Linked DNA regions of Triticum aestivum: region 1 is linked to region 2. Evidence: chromatin contacts called from public Hi-C data. All regions are on one chromosome and are shown on one strand. Each heading gives the region's core, a stretch centred on a gene start, on an enhancer-like site or on the middle of the called end of the contact. The rest is flanking DNA. Distances are from core to core; before and after follow the strand shown. Region 1 holds the start of LOC123190169. Region 2 holds the start of LOC123190168 (protein argonaute 2).

Region 1 (2,700 bases), core at 112-2,611, 260 kb before region 2:
CGAGTTACATTCAATTGTAACAATGCACTGAAAGCAAAAATACATAGTACTCCCTCCGTTCCTAAATATTTGTTTTTCTAGGCAAGACTACTACATACTATGTATGTAGACATATTTTAGAGTGTAAATTCACTCATTTTGCTTCGTATGTAGTCACTTATTGAAATGCATAGAAAAACAAGTATTTAGGAACGTGAGGAAGTATGATGCAAGGTATGGCCTTAGGTCTATCAGCATACAAAGCAACCAGTACTTGTTCAGTCGGATTCTTTGAAGAAGGACCGAAGTTTATTCCTTAAAAGCTCACTGGATATCAAAATAGGATAGCAGATTGCCTGGCTAATTATAGTTATATTAAATCACGTACTGCTGCTTGGCTTCAAATAGGTCCACCTTATATCAAGGAACTCTCTAACCCTATTACCTAAAGAATAAATTCCCGGGAATTCGTTGGTGCTCCCAAGAGCGCGCGCTCCTGCACGCGGAAAAAATATTTCAAATAAAAATTTGGCACGTACAACTCGACATTATATGTGTGCACGTCAAGTTTCGAAGAAGCCGACATTTTTTATGCCTTGTGTAAAAAAGACAAAAGAATGTCTCGTGAAAACATTTTTTAACACTGGATTTTGTCCTTTTCACACGCGGTACATAAGTTGTCGGTTTCTCACAAAACGACTTGTGAGCATGTACAATATCATACGCGCCAAGTTTTTGTTTGAATATTTTAATATTTTAAAATATGTTTAAAACATATTTGAAAAACCAAGAGCGCGCGCTCCAATGTGCCAAAACGCCACTCTCATAAACTCCCTATTTCTCTAAGAAAAAAGAAAAAAAAACTATTTCGAAGTGCATCCTAAGTCCTCGAATTATTTTAAAGATGTCATGCAGGTCTTCAAACTGTGCAAAGTGTCATCTAGGTCTTCCAAAATCATTGAAGTGTATCAAGTGTGTGTATATGTGACACCTTCAAAATAGTTTAAGGACCTATGTGGCATCTTTAGAATAGTTGGGAGACCGAATAACATGCATATTGCATTTTGAAAACCTGAATAATAAATTTCGTGGTGCAAGAACATACGTGACGTTTATGAAATAGTTCAAGAACATATGATACACTTCACTCGCAATCATTTCTCTTTTTTAAAGGTACGCAAGTCGTAGAGGACAAGCACCGACCAGCCAGAAGCGACGGCAAAAGCATAAAAAAAGGGTACACGCCGCCATGTGTCGCCGCGCGTCCTCACACGTGCCCCCCGCCTTTCATTCCCATCGGGCGACGTTGCACAACCCTCTTATCCGTCCAACAACCCGAGCTAGTCAGGCATCACGGGCCTATAAAATACAAGACCAACCAACTACAGGGCAAGCCGATCCGCCGCCATCGTCACTCACAGTCTCACACGCAAAAGGCTAGAAACAAGTACTAGTAGTTTTACTTTAGCCTGTGACCACCTTAATCCTGAGACACACCCATCAGCGTCGTGCTCACGAGGGACCTGCCGCCATTGCTGCAACTTGGAGCTTCTTCATCTTCTCATCGTGATATAAAAGGAGGAGGTTGACACGATGCAGAGCGGCCAGCAGCAAGCGAGGAGGAAGAACGCGCAGGTGCTGGACGGGTCGGACATCCGCGAGCTGGTGGAGAACGAGGGGGCGTTCGCCAAGTTCGTGGAGAACAAGTTCCGGCACCTTGACGCCGACGGCGACGGGAGGCTGTCGCTGAGGGAGCTCCAGCCCGCCGTCGCGGACATCGGCGCCGCCATCGGGCTGCCGGCCAGGGGGTCGTCGGCGCAGGCGGACCACATCTACTCCGAGGTATGTAAAAGTAGAACTCCCCTCCGTATGTTAACGTGTATCATCCTCACCGTTCAAGACTTTGAGTTTCCTAATGGTTTTGTTTTGCAATATATATAAGACCTGTAGCTGGACATAACTTTCCTTGGTGAAAGTGTCCACTCGATGTGTAGCCAACACTGTTATCCGTCGTCCAGTTTCATTCAGTATGTCTAGGAAGTTCTGGATGTGTAGTGACGTGCTATTATACTAGCACATAAAAGCATAAGTAGTATAATGTACAAGTAGTACTCTGCTTTGTGGACACGCTTCATGCCTCTAGAATGATGCAGAAGGGCACGTGGTTTCATATACTCAACTGGGATTCCAAATGGCTGTAAAGAGAATCTGGTCAGCTCTACACGTATGCATATATTCGACACATCTACTATGTCTATACCGCCATATAGCGTGCCAATAACTTTAAATATTAGCCGTTTGATATGCTCCATCCAACCAAACAGCGTGCCAATAACTTTAAATATTAGCCGTTTGATATGCTCCATCCAACCAAACGTTATCATCTGCTCCCTCTGTCTGGAATTACTTGACATGGAAATGGATGTATCTACATGTATTTTAGTTTTAGATAAAGTCAATTTTATCATTTGCGTGACATGTAATTCACGACGTAGTGAGTATTGGATCATGTGGCATTCTAACTGAACCCCAACTCTATCACCTCATGTATTCTGAAGCATCTTTCCATCTACTTATCAGATTCTCTAATTATAAAAGGGGATTGAGAACCATTTAGATTTTGGAGGGGTAAAAACCAAGTTGGATCTTGTTCAATATGATTTTAGGAAATTAAATAATTATCAAACTTTGCTTTGGTACACACGATTAGAAGGTACCCCT
Region 2 (2,739 bases), core at 108-2,607:
GCCGATAACAATTGGAAATGATGTCATTTTCAACCAACTTGTATCCTTTTGAACAAACATGAACATATCAAAGTCCAAATATAAATGAATCATATTCAACCAACATTCATTATTTATCATATGTTCAACCAATATAAATGATCAATGTAAATGAATCATATTCAACCAACATAATTCATTCAACAACATTCCACCATCACTCATGCACTTGTTTATTCAATATTTATAAGAAAATTGCATATACACTATTCACCAAAATCCATCATATGACCATTTGTTCAAAAAAATGCATATACATAATTCAATCATATGTAGGCAACTACTTACAATCCCTCCAACATCAATCATATGACCATTTGTTCAAAAATAATTTTAATCTCCAACTACCTTCGTGATGAACTAGGGTTCATATCAAAACTACATATAATTTCCACAACTAGTTATTAGAGTTCATATTCAACCATATACATCATATAGAATCAACCTAAGCAATCCTAGGATAGACACAAAGTAAGAAAATAGGGTTTATTTGCACCAAATAATGCATCGAATCGAAAGCGTTTCGAGTAGAACTAATTGGAGGGATTGAGAGAGCTTACTTTTCCCGTTTCGGAGCCATCTCGATCCGCAAAAATGGTGGCAAAACAAAGAAGATCGGAGGGGGGGAGTGGAGGGGACTAGAGAGAGCTTGTGCTCTCTGTTCTTGCGGCGTCGCGCGGCTGAGGAGAAGAAGATGGGGGCTGGTTGGTGGGCGGGCCCCACGAGCCGGCCTCGCGGGCTTATAAGGTTTCAGCACCTACCGCCAGAGTCTACAGCGGTAGGGTTACATAGCCTACCGCCGTGGGCTCTGGTGGTAGGGGGGGGGGCAGGATACTGTTCCGTCTACTTGAGGCTGACGTGGATGAGTGGGCTACCGCCGCTCTCTCCCTGTGGTGGTAGCCTGCATTTGCCTATCGCCTTGATCATTGGCGGTAGATAAAAGGGTCAAATTCCAAAAGATTTCGAATATGGGTCAGATCTCGCTTATTTTTGACAAAAAGGTCAAAACACGAAATTTGGCCACAAAGCGTAGGCACTGAACTGCAAAAGCGAGATCTAATAAGCGGAAAGAAAAAGAAAAAAGGCAGACGACCGAGACCACGACCCCACGCGTCGCCCGGCAGCTTCGTGGCACGCGCCGGCCTGACTTGCATTGACTGATGTTTCCCGTTATACCCCTGCGCACACCGCCGGCTTTACCCGCTCCAACTCCTTATCCACGAAACCGTCAGGGGGTAGAATTGGAACTGCCCGCCCCGGCTCTCGCGCTCACGAACCCCACGACTCCCCTCCTAGTATAAACCGCTCCAACGGGGAACTGCCATTCCTCTGCTTCGAGCCGAAGCATCAGAGAAAATTTTGATCCAAAACTTTCCTTAGCCATTTGATCTAGAGACTGTCTCGCCGTTAGGGTTTAGCGTGGGGATGGATTACGAGCAAGGCGGCGGCGCTGGCCGCGGCCGCGGGAGATCTCGCGGCGGCGTCGGCGGGCGTGGCGGGGCGCCCGGTGGGTACGGGCCTCAAGGAGGCGGCGGAGGCTACGGAGGAGGCGGTCAAGGCCGGGGCGCTCAGGGAAGCGGTGGAGGATACGGAGGAGGCGGAGGCTACGCGCCCCAAGGGGGCATGGAGGGCCGCGGGGGCGGCTACGCGCCTCGCGGCGGAGGGTACGCTCCTCGCGGGGGCGGCGAGGGCCGCGGACGAGGCTATGGTCCTCAGGGAGGCGGCGAGGGCCGCGGAGGCGACTACGGCGGAGGCGGGCCGGGAGGGCGTGGTCCTGGCGGCGGTGGGCGTGGGTACGGCCCCGGCGGTGGGCGTGGTGGGAACGCGTGGGCGCAGCCTGGGAGAGGGCCCGCCGGAGGACCCGGGGAATACGTTCCGGTGAGGGCGCCGGCGCCAGCGTCTGCGGCGAGGAGGGTTGAGTCCGAGGAGGCGGGGCGCTCATCTGGATCCGTCGGTAAGCACTTCCCCTGTCCTGCTTAACTTAGCATACTCTGTTCCTAAGCAATGTTCAATACCTTGACGGTTTGTCAAGTAATCTAGGGATTTGTGACGGTGAATTGAGTCTATACGGTATGGTTCCACTTGTTTGTGCGATTGATCAAGGCGTTCCTTATCGCCTCTGTGTCGATGGTATAGCAGGGAACTTCTCATCGTTGACTAGAATGATGGGGGTGCGATCTATTTTGTTCGGCCCTTGCAGATTTGTGCACTATTCTTCGTCCTTGAGATGCTAGATTAATTTTCGTACCATCGTAGCATTGTGTGATTATATCGTAATATCATCTTCCTCGAGTTAGCTTAGGTTTCATATAATTTTGAGTTCGGTATGGATTGAACAAATAATTATAGATGAGATCTATCTGTATGATAATCTCCACTAGATCTTGGCTCATACTCCTACCTGTTAGTGATTATATCAAGTTTGTATCTGGAGGAAGCATTTAATTTTAGGATGATTAGATTGTTACTATCGTGTTATGCAAAACAAGCGAGAGGAATTTGTGGCAATGCCTTGTTTAGGCACACACATAAATTACTAATTTTGAATCATTTGCAATTTTTATTCCACTGTTTCCACATGAGAGTTATTTGTTTCAGAGGATACAGAGCACTTGTGAAAAGGGGAAAACTAGGATTTCAGGTAGCCTTATTTTGTTTGCCAGCTTGCAGTTTGAGAAGATTCAGACACTGTTTAATTTT

The links. Hi-C and Micro-C count contacts between places; a contact is called where the count stands out from the background.
Region 1: a Hi-C map of leaf shows a contact between it and region 2, with 7 times the contacts expected there. The contact joins the promoter of LOC123190169 here to the promoter of LOC123190168 in region 2. A contact is called at or near these places in 2 of 5 Hi-C or Micro-C datasets (both in leaf).

Annotation. Positions count from the first base shown.
Region 1 is chr2A:679,754,079-679,756,778 of IWGSC CS RefSeq v2.1, reverse strand. LOC123190169 reads left to right here and starts at 1,361. Exons shown (of 5, transcript XM_044602764.1): 1 at 1,361-1,821. The coding sequence starts at 1,573.
Region 2 is chr2A:679,492,241-679,494,979 of IWGSC CS RefSeq v2.1, reverse strand. It overlaps LOC123190168 (protein argonaute 2), which reads left to right and starts at 1,357. Exons shown (of 3, transcript XM_044602763.1): 1 at 1,357-1,993. The coding sequence starts at 1,465.